2 separate regions of the Rattus norvegicus genome follow, and region 1 is linked to region 2. The links are chromatin contacts, called in public Hi-C maps. All regions are on one chromosome and are shown on one strand. Each heading gives the region's core, a stretch centred on a gene start, on an enhancer-like site or on the middle of the called end of the contact. The rest is flanking DNA. Distances are from core to core; before and after follow the strand shown. Region 1 holds the start of Stat4 (signal transducer and activator of transcription 4). Region 2 overlaps Stat4 (signal transducer and activator of transcription 4).

Region 1 (5,808 bases), core at 2,281-4,780, 110 kb after region 2:
CCTTATTGAAGGAAGTGTGTCATTGGGGATGGGCTAGTCCTAAGCCAAGTCCAACTTCTGTGTGTGTGTGTGTGTGTGTGTGTGTGTGTGTGTGTGTGTGTGTGTGTGTGTTAGCCTAAAAAATGCATCTACTAGTTAAAAACAGACCATAGAGTACATGACTAGTACACAAAAAGGACACAAAGCATCTGTCCACTCTTTTCTAGGGAACATGTTTGAGCCTACCAGTCTTGAGTCTCAATCCACTGGGCCAGCAGATGCCGGATTTCCATAGGAAAGTTGTCATCATAGAACTGATCTACTTGCTCCAAAAACTTGATTTCTAATTGTTGGACTTGATTCCACTGAGACATGCTAGAAAAGAAGAGTAAAAGTAAGAGCTTTAAAATATTGCTCCCTGGGAGTCTTGCCTCAGGCCTCAATCAGTTGTTAGCTATTAATTGGAGGGGGAAAAAAATCAACTGTTATAGTTTCTCAAAGGAAGGAGAAAAATTCAACTTTTATTGTATGAAATGCATTTAAAACAGCTTCCAGTGATTCCTCTTGGTCTTTTCTTCAAAGTTATCCCTTGTGCAGGACAGCTTTCTTCCTCTGCCCCAACCACATCCTTCCTCGCCCTACCATGACCTTCTAGGCTACTGCTCCAGGAAGTCCCACCCTCCTCCCAAAACACCTACCCTACCCTACCCGGCTGTCCATATAGACTCTGGTTAGCACAGAACCGGTACTGTCAGCAAAACGCTTTCCTATTCCTCCCTCCTTGAGCAGACTGAAGATAAATAAGTACACACACACACACACACACACACACACACACACACACGCTGACTGTACCTTCTGAGGCCTATTCATTCACACACACACCCCACCCCCGAGCTTCACGTTCATGAAAATGCTCAAACCTGTCTTGGATTTCATATTTGTTGGGACTCTACAGTCAGCTTTATGCACCTGACTAGATTTCAGTTCTGTGGCAGCTTCCTGAAGCACTGCACGCGTGCACTCCCACATTTGAGTCGGATCAGTGCAAAATATTTCTAAACCAACATACATTTTTATTTTTCTCTAGTGATCCATGGTTGGGTGAAGCTTTTATAGATACAAAGTCACCTTGTATCTGACAGTGATTGACAGTGATTGAGCCCTCAGGTTAACTAAAGTAGAATTAAACTATCCCATTTTTATAACAAACACACAGAGACCAGTGTGTCCCTCTAGTATAAAATATATTCTCCCACTCTGGCCAGCATAGATGCTGTAGGTGTACTTTCTAGCATAGAAAAATCTTATGGCTTAACTCCCCTGAAGTTACTAAGTTATTGTCTCTGCTCTTTTGGAATGCAGACTTCTTGGTTAGTAATACTAAGTCAAGGGAAAAACGTTCACCACAATGTTTCAATACGTCTTGGAGGTATGACATTTTCCTTTTCTTATAGAAGAAATTGAGTTTTCAGATTTCAGTGGGAACGTTTTAAAACACCTTTTCCTTGAGCTTCCACTAAATGTTATAAACTATACCAAATAAATAAATATAAATCAATCAATAAATAAAATAATAAGTTGTTTCACTTAGGAAAATGTAGCTAGGGAGAGAAGCTATCTTGAACTTGACTTTATGTCCAGGAGCCCTTCAGGCTCGCTCTTGCAGGTATGCTGTGAGTGCTCAGTAAATGTTTAAGGAAGCTTATTTGGGCCTCCTGGTGGGCCCCTGAATAGCCAGCCCCTCAGGCTTTACAAACAACCAAGCACCAAAGAGGGATTGTGACTCTTGCCCGCAATGTGGAGCTCTGACAAACTTCCCAGGTCTGGTGACAGAACGAGAGCATTCTCTTCTCCTACCAGCAGCAAAGATTGGCATCAGGGGGGCAGGAGCTGAAGACAGTGTGGCCACTTTCGCTGTTTCTATTGTTAAATCTTTTTCATTATTTGATGCGGGTCTATTTTGCTTATCTTACAGTTAAATCACTCAGATAAGTCACTCTCGAAAACCAAGGCTGAAGCAAGGTGCAGAAGGACCCTCTTCTCCCTTGGCAGGCCCTGAAGAGAAAAACTTTCAGACCTCACTGGGAGCTCAGGAAGTCCCACCCCTGGCTGAGGAGCTATTGACAATTGGTGGTTGGAGGGAGGGAGAGTGAGTTTTCTTCAGGGTCTGCATCCCTAAAGCTACCTATGCTCCAATCCTATGTCATCACCCAGGCACGTGCAGGCAGCACTAGGTGAACCCCGTGGCTTCGAAACAAACAAACCCGCACATAAAGTTTAGAGGGAATAAATACCCTAGGGAGAGAGGGGAAGATTCGGAGGGTAGCGGATGAGGGTAGATCTGATAAGTTTCTTTTAAAATTACTTTTCTAAAACCTTAAGAAATTAAGTTAAGTGGATTGGGGGGGGGGTTGTTTTGTTTTGGTGTTGTCGTTGCTGTTGTTTGGTGTTCAGACCTCCAGTGGGGTGTCTCTCTTTTCACATTCTAGGGGCTCAGGACAAGAGCTTTCCATCTAAAACCTGGATACCTGCCTGCTCCCTCCAGGCATTGCGGTCCATCTACCAGGAGCCAGCAGTGCTGTTGACTCTTTGACCTCTTTGCAAAGGGACGACCTACCCTACGTACCATCACTCACACTTCTCAAAGCCACAATCACCAGCTACCCTAGCTGGGTGTTGTTTCTCTGAAACCCACATATGCCAATTTCGGACCAAACATCAAAGCTCTCCGCTGGCTAAAGAGAATTAGGGCGGTCTTCCAGCCCTTAGCTGACACACCTCCCGCAGCAGCACAGCCCCCAACCCATCCCTCAGCTTCAAGGTGATGCCTCGACTTCTCCCTCCTTCAGGGAAGATCCGGAGCCAGATCTCCATTTAAATCTTTGGAAGGCTGTTTTATTCTGAGTGCTTTGAGTGTAAGGAGTAGGACCCTTCTTTTTATAGGCAACCCTTCCTTCCCAGTCTATTAAAACGAAGCCACACATTACCAATTGTAGAAAGAAGCCCCAAGCTACCTGCCTGAGTGTTTCCTCCTGTGGAGAGGCCACACCCAGATGAGGGCTGCCTGGCTTGCTTACCTGGCTCTCTCTCCGTCCAGGCAGTGGCACTGCTCAAGTCCAAAGTCAGAATCGGCCTTCAGGGTCCACAGCTGCTGACGCCATGCCACTAGGGGATTTGCATTTCTCCACCCACTTGAGGCTTTCCTGTGCGTCAGTGTTTGAGTCCCTGGGACTTTAGTCAGTTCCTACCCACTCTATTCTAGAAACGCTTTACAAAGGCAGCTGGATCCCCCTTTGCAGAGCACCGCCCCCATCCCTAGTAACCACTCTTATAAATGCAGATGGCCCAAGAGTGCAGAGTAAAGCGTACACACTGAAGGACTAGAATCCCTGTTTTCCTCAGACACAACCCCACTTTTTCTGGAAAGAGAGACCAGGGAACCAGGATCAACACACCAACCTCCAGCAGGGTCTGCTCTCTTATGAGAGGACAGCCTTACTCAGGTTTGGGCCAACTCCTGTGAAGGTTCCCAGTGTCTGCCCTTTCCGGATAGCTTTCTCCTACTCTAAGTAGCCTTGTCCTGGTACCTGGAGTGTGTGTGCCTCCCTCTTTATGACATGGGCCTGTTCTAGAATCACAGAGCTGGGTGGAGCCTTGGCTCCTTTTGGTTCTAAATCTCACTTTCTGGAGACATTGAGGACAGGCAGGTGAGCAAAGTTACTTAGAGACATAGCCCTGGACAAAGCAGTCTTCACTCAGGGATCACCGGACTTTCAGTGGATTCCCTTAGATATTAATGCCTTGAGCAGGAAGAAAAAACTTCTACAAGAGTTTAACAAAATAAATCAGACGGGTGGAAAGCATCAGCAGTCTGGATACACATGTGTTTAGGGTGGTATACCTAGGCAAAGCCTGTATCATACTTACAATGACCAGCCATCACACAGGTGTGTCACCTAGACCTTCTCTTCCAGGTGACAACGATGTCATTCAGACCCCACCAAGAGTCAACCAGCATTGTGGTCAACTTTATCACTACGCATTCACAGCTCAGAGGCCCTATCCTGACTGCTTGACCACAGGAAACCTTCTAAACGTGTCTGTTGCTAGGTTCCCACATGAAGGAAGTCCTACTTCGGGTGACCCATAAACTGCTGGAGAGCTCCAGTTGTCTTCTATAAGTCAGCTGCTTACATGCCTACATGGCCATAATCTACAAAGCATCCAAAGTTCAGATTAGTTCAGCCGAAACCTACCCAGGAAACTTTTCTCCCTCCCAGGAACTGGGGCTGTGACTCGATAAGTCTGGGCACTGTCATTACTCTCTCCTGACGTTTCCCTCACTGCATCTAAGGCGTTACTCACAGTGAAATCCTAGCCTTTGTGAAGATGGCAACAGGGCCCCAAACCCACAGTAGATTTTTTACTTTGAATTTCTTTTACTCTTCTTGACCAAACTGTCTTGGAGAAACAGAACACACTCCTTAGATTTTCTGAGCCCCCTCATGTTTTTATTTTCATCTCTGCCTGTCTCTTCAGCCTCCCTGCCCCCTCTCTTTCAATATGTGTGTGGATATGGGTCTGCGAGCAGAGGATGTGTGAACGCTGGCATGCCAGAGATCGCAAGTGGAGATCAGAGAACAATGTCCAGTGTCAGCCCTTGCCCTCCTGTTGACACTGAGTTAGGCAGCCTGGGCTGTCGGAAAGCTTCCTGGGGATTCTCCTGTCTCCTATCTTACTATAACAGCCGACTTTCCATGAATCATCGAGATCCAAATTCAACTAAATCCATTTAAATGCTTTACCCACTGAACCATTTCCCTAGACCCAGCCACATTTAAAGTGGAAAAAAATGGGTGAAATTAGCATCAATAGCACAAATAACCTAATATCTACAAAATATTAATATTTCTAGATAATCAATGAAAAAATTTAAATTACTACCTAAGATACTTTGTATTCCTTCATATTGAACACCTAGATTCTCATGTATAAGTGGTGTTTACAGTTCTCAGTTGACACTGGGTTTCTTTCCGGTGTTTAAAAGTCCCTGGTGGCTAGTGTCTGCCATCCTGGACAGCAAAGGTGGAGGCCACTACTTGACACTTTTACTTCCTGCCTTAGAGTCTTAATTGCATTGGTTTTTGTGTCTTTATCACTATATTTAACTGTTGGAGTGCCTGCTGTACAAAAACAGGGGTGTGCTGTCTTTCTCCTTAAGATACTTCTACTTCTCAAACAGATCCTGAGACACCTCAATGCTTTTTAAAAATTGTTGAGGACCTCCATGTTTGTGTATTACAATTTTGCAATTATTCGCTCTATTAAAATTCAAATCTGAGATAAGCTATTTGTGTTTCCAGTAATATGCCCATTATATGTTAAACTGAACATATTTTATGAATAACAAAAATATCTACTGGCATAAAAGTACTGTGAGAATGGCTTTGTTTTGAGACAGGGTTTGAAGGCCAGCCTCAAACTCTTTATATAATATGACCTCGAACTCCTGGTCCTCCAGCCTCCATCTCCAAAGGCTGGGATTACAGGCCTGTACCACCTCTCCAGACCTGAGTTACTTTAAGTCTCTTTAATATCTGTTGAGAGAATACAACTGGATCCTCATATCTGCTCCAGCTTTTCATATGTTGTAAAATACCATTTTGCTTGAGGTATTTGAAGAAAGTCCAGACTTACATCGCTACGCAGTGGAAATGGAAAGAGTTATCATGGGTAGCTTTTTGGCTAACCAAGTTATCGTTTGAAACCACACACTCAGTAAGTGGTAGGTCCTTAGGAATCAACTGCTTTGTAGAACCTGAGGCC
Region 2 (5,499 bases), core at 164-2,663:
AAAATTCCTGGCAGGCTGAGCTCACTTTGCCCATCAATGACTCTAAAATGTCTGATAATTGAGACTGTATTTCTTCATCTGCCCTTTATGTTGCATTTAAGTTTGGCATTAGTATCTGATTCATTTGTGTATTGGGGGAATTTATAGTGCTGTAGTGTCCCTCCTTTGTCTTAAGGGTTTGGTTGGTCTGTGGGCTCCTGGGGAGTAGTAGAACCTTTAAAACAGAGGACCTGGGGGTTGGGGATTTAGCTCAGTGGTAAAGTGCTTGACTAGCAAGCGTAAAGTCCTGGGTTCAGTCCCCAGGTCTGAAAACAAAAACAAAAACAAAAACAAAAAACATAGGACCTGGAGGAAGGAAAGTCATCGGGTGTGTGATTTATTAAGAATATTGAGACAATGGGCTCTTTTTTTCTCTGCTTCTGGGTCACATAATCCCACGATGTCTCAGATATCTCATTGAAGGCATAAAAGTGATGGGAGCATCCTCCATAGACTGAAGCCTTCCAAATTGTTAGCCTAGCAAAGCTTTGCTCTTTGACTGACACGCATAGGAACACGGCTCTTTTCATTGAAACAGCAGCCATAACCTTATTACTACAAGAGGTTTTGAGGCCTTCCTTGAAGTAGCATTACACCATGATCACCACAGGAACCATAGTCATCGTAATGGGTGAACCTTGACCTTCCCAAGTACACCATGCTGGTCTAGTGCATATACAATTTTAACATTCATGTTCTGTTCTATTAGACACAGAGCATCATTGAGAGGCCAGGTCTTTGTATTGTGTTTGTTTTCTATTGTATGTTATTTGTTTTGAAGTTAGGTGGCAACAAGTCACACTGTGATAGCTGTAGGATTATCCCACAGTACAGTTCCAAGAGATTATTCACTACAGACGAAGATCCTTAGAGACTGCTCTCCCCTAGTAGCCATTGGGGACTGACTTCTAGGAACCCTGGCAGAGAGTGAATCCACAATGCTCAAACCTTTTGTGTACAATAGTACGGCATTTGTTTTGAATCTAAGCATACTTCTTTGTATCTCTTAAATCATTTCCAGGTTACCTACAATACTTGCTTCAATGTAAATATTGTTTAAGTAGTTGCTATGCTGTATTGTTTATGGAAGAAAGAAAAGGTTTACATGTTCAACGCAGTTGCAATTTTAAAAACTATTTTTGATCTTTGTCTGAATAAGATACAAAAACTGTGGCAAGAGAGGCCAACTGTGCTTTCACGAGAGACTGATAAGCCCCCTTAACTCAGACAGCTAATTTTACAAATTTTCTTTTTTGTATTCCATGTTTACTGAACGCCTATTTGTACAGTTACTCTTCCTGGCCCTTAGGATAAACCTAGCAAAAGCAATGTCAAGGAGAAAGAAACACAGATCCCTATGTCTGTTCTTTGGCAGAGAACACATACCCTTGAGTTAAGATTACAGTAAGGCCGGATGGGGCATATGACTCAGTGTTACAGTACTTGCCTAGGCTAGCATTTTTTTCATCTTTATTAACTTGAGTATTTCTTATTTACATTTCGATTGTTATTCCCCTTCCCAGTTTCCAGGTCAACATCCCCCTAACCCCTCCCCCTCCCTTTCTTTATGGGTGTTCCCCTCCCCATCCTCCCCCCATTACCGCCCTCCCCCCAACAATCACATCCAGTGGGGGTTCAGTCTTGGCAGGACCAAGGGCTTCCCCTTCCACTGGTGCTCTTACTAGGCTATTCATTGTTACCTATGAGGTTAGAGTCCAGGGTCAGTCCATGGATAGTCTTTGGGTAGTTAGCCTAGCATTTTTATCAAAGTCTGAGTTCCATCTCCAGTCTCTCTCTCTCTCTCTCTCTCTCTCTCTCTCTCTCTCTCTCTCTTTCCTCTCTTTCTCCCTCCCTCCCCCTTTCTCTCTCCTACACACACATACACACACACACACACACACACACACACACACACACACAGAGACAGACAGACAGACACATATATAGAAGAGATAGACAGACTTGACAGCTTTCAGCTCTCAAGTTACTCTATTAAATGCAGGTTACAGACCTGCTGTGAAAGCTTGCACTCGTCAGCTCTGCCTTCCTTTCCCTTGGCCATAGAAGAGCAGTGATGACCATCACTCCTGTTTTAAGGAATATGGGCTCTAGGCGCTAAAGAGCACTGATCTGGCTGTGGTGAAGTCTAGTTGCCCTGTGAATGTTACTCTACTAAGCACTGGCATAGCACTTGATGTGCTAAGGCTCTAACCTCCATATGACCCTGGGATATCACAAGGGTCAAAGTAATCAGGGAGGAAAGTCACTCATTTCCTCTGACGTGATATCATGTCCCAAAATCTCAAGAGGAAAGTAAATACAACTGGCATCACCTTCGCACGGCTGGGAGCTGTAGTGTTTGCCAAAGGCTTTGTCTTTGGGAATGTCAGGGTAGAGGTACTTCAGAGGGTTTTCGGGGATGTTTTCAGCCATGATAACCTTGTAGTCTCGAAGAATGTCAGCGAATGGCAGAGCTGATAGCCGCGCTTTGTTGTAGGGTTCCACGGAGTGGAATCTCACTTCTCCTGAAAGCACACAAAGTGGAATATGTAGACTCCCAAAGACATTCTATGTAATCATCCTTCCTACTCAAGTTATCGCCATGACTAAAAAGTCTGGCCTTCTGGGGTCTGCTCAGTACAGACTGTGAGTGAGACAGAGGGTGGCAACATGGGCTTTCAGAATTCACGGTATCTGGTGATGGGCCACCAGCACCAACTCACATTCGAACCATTGAGTGAGTTGGACTACGCACCATTTTCAGATTGGTCCACCCAGGTGAAGGTTATCCCTCCAAGATGGCTCTCACTGAATCTTAACAAAAATGTCCCAGGCATTTTATCTTTGAGCAGAAGCCGTTCCTTCTCTTTGCTAACAAAGCCCATGATGTACCTAAAATTAGAACAAGGGGCAAGACTCAGTCTAAATTCATCATTATTTCACCTACATTTATTTCATTCATAAGGACCTAACAAGCAACTGTACCTGAAATTTTCTATTATTACATAAATATAATATACAGTGTGTATATATAACATATCACTACAGAATATCTCTGAAGAAACCGTGAATGTATTTTCCCATAAATATGCTTAAAAGAAAAAAAGTTGAAAAAGATAATTTAAGCAGAAAAAAAACACTCAAATGAAAGATAGAGTCCACAGCTCACCCATCAATCCAGAGGGGAAGAATGTGTTTTTTAATTAGGTCCAATATTGCTTCAAGCCAGGTCCAGAAGGTAAACGTTTTGCCAGGCAAATGTTCCTGTCAGAAAGAAGGAGCACACATGGACAAGGACAGTGACTTAGGCAGCATCCCTGACAGAACTCACTCCAACTTTTACAAATGTGCCCTTTGAGCAGGACAGGACTTTTTTTTTTAAGTTATCCTCATCCAGCAAATCGTCCAACCCACCGAGAGGAGCTTTCTGCAGAAATAACACCCTAAATGATATCCCCGTTTCCCTGTACCTTGCAGAACTTGGCCCAGGTGAGGTGACCATCACTGTAGTTAGACTGAACTAAAACAAAAGAAAAAAAAACAACTAAACAAAAAAAGAATTTTAATGCAACAATGAGACCTTTCATTCTGTTTTTGATTTAATCTCTCCTCTCTTCTCTTGCAAGCATGTCTTACAGACTGCCAGTGGCGGCATGGTGTGTGAGTGCTTCATAAGGTCGAATGTGTCATCCTGTGCCTAAGAAGCTCAGTCTCTAATGGCTTTTATGATGGAGGAGCCAACGATGAGCTCAGGAAGCTCCATGAATGGTCAGACACCAGGTAATCAGGCAGAGGGAAAACAGAAGCTCCCCCAGAGAGGAAGCACAGCGAGGACAAGGTGCTGTGAAGGAACACCATACTTACTGGAGATGGTACGAGCAGCCCAAGGGTGGTGTCTAGACATCACACCAAAAAATCATGTAATTAAGTGGAGCTAGATTTTCAGGACTCTTGCCCATTAAAGTGAAGAAGATGGACTAGAAATCATGTAGGCAATAAGAAGCCACCAACTACCTTGATCTAGAACACTGAAGAGACTACTACTACTTAAATCTTAAGGAAACTGCATTCCTGTGAATAATTTGCTAAGGGTCCTAAGGATACAGCTGCAATCTATGCTGATCTATACTATTGCTAGTAACACGCTAATATATTTTTGTGTTAGTTGTTCATTAACAAAGATTTTTACAAATGTCTACTACTGTGTTTATGAATTCAAGACAAAGACTATATTGAGTTTTAAATTGTCAGAAGGGGCAGTTGTGTTTGACCACCTCCTGATGAGTCAACAGGAGCATGTAGCAAGCCAACCAGTATCGCACACACCAGACTGCAGCCCCAGATTCTGTGCAGAATGAGCTCTGGTACCATAACTGCAGATGCATACAGACTCAGCATGAACTCTCCCTGGAGTCTGGTGTGCTAGCTTGTCAAAATTCAGCTACTTTTAAGAAATGTAGGTAAAGCTTATAAAATGCTGATGGTGTCTGCTGAAGCTTCCTTAATGTGCAGAATTAAGTCATTCCTCGTGTTTTTAAACTTCTGGTACATTTCCTGTGCTTAGCCCATCCTGTTCTGATTGGTTAACATCACCATAAAGGCCACACAGCATATTCGGAGGAAGTGGCTTAAGAACACCTAGAAACCAGAGTGTGAACAGAAGGGCCACAGAGAAGCACGGGTCTGGCCACAACACGGCTCTGCTGCCTCAGAGCCAATAACCTTTGTTGTCCTCAAATCAATAGAATACTGTTGGCCCCATGAACATTGTGAGAAATAAAAGTAAAACACTTGACCCTCTGTTGGCACTACAATGTAGACATTTCATAAAGTGGGACATCGTAATTATTAATAGTCGTGACATAACTGCTTTAAAACTCTCAAGTGCCAAAACCAGAGGAAACCCCGTCTCCCAGCTCTCACCTGTGAGCTTCTCTGCCAGCATGTTGAGCTGGTCTGAATTAAGGCCACGACCGACGTAGGATGAAAACTGCCAGCTCATCACTTCCAGGAGTTGGCCCAAGGTAACAGATGGAGGGTTGTTAAAGAAAACCAAGTTCTGAAATAGAGTTATGGTGATTGTACCTCATAATCTCACAGGGACCATGACATTTAATGTATCACATTCTTGATTTAGATTCTGAATCGAGTGATGTCAATAATAAATTGTTTGTAAGACTTAGCTCCCCTCTAAAACACTTTTGCTCCTTGACTGTAACACAACTTGGGGATCCAACTTTCCTGAGAGAATCGCTTGACGTCTCCTAGCTTTCTCTAAACTACCAAGCAACAAGCATCTCATACAAGTAGTTAACACCACCCAACAATTGCTGGACAGGTAACCTCCCTTGAAATGGTATCAATTGTAAACATGTTAATTGTCTTACCATGAAAGGGGGCTCTGCATTCAGCAAGGATCACAAGACAGGAAGAAGAGAAGTAAAAATTTCTAGGGCCGCA

The links. Hi-C and Micro-C count contacts between places; a contact is called where the count stands out from the background.
Region 1: a Hi-C map of the A7r5 cell line shows a contact between it and region 2, with 4 times the contacts expected there. The contact joins the promoter of Stat4 here to the enhancer-like site in region 2. A contact is called at or near these places in 10 of 12 Hi-C or Micro-C datasets (the A7r5 cell line, Schwann cells, frontal cortex and 5 more) and 1 of 1 datasets of contacts at active chromatin or transcription factors (oligodendrocytes).

Annotation. Positions count from the first base shown.
Region 1 is chr9:57,076,993-57,082,800 of GRCr8, forward strand. It overlaps Stat4 (signal transducer and activator of transcription 4), which reads right to left and starts at 3,531. Exons shown (of 24, transcript NM_001012226.1): 1 at 3,060-3,531; 2 at 226-354. The coding sequence starts at 353.
Region 2 is chr9:56,966,823-56,972,321 of GRCr8, forward strand. Stat4 (signal transducer and activator of transcription 4) reads right to left here. Exons shown (of 24, transcript NM_001012226.1): 17 at 4,963-5,098; 18 at 3,510-3,559; 19 at 3,209-3,303; 20 at 2,795-2,931; 21 at 2,373-2,564. Among named protein-coding and RNA genes, the nearest start is that of Stat1, 18 kb to the left of the region's middle. Within about 2 kb of position 1,414, at least 1 of the 93 cell types and tissues checked has an H3K27ac peak or open chromatin away from gene starts, as enhancers often do. A contact at or near this core is called in the A7r5 cell line, where this site is marked.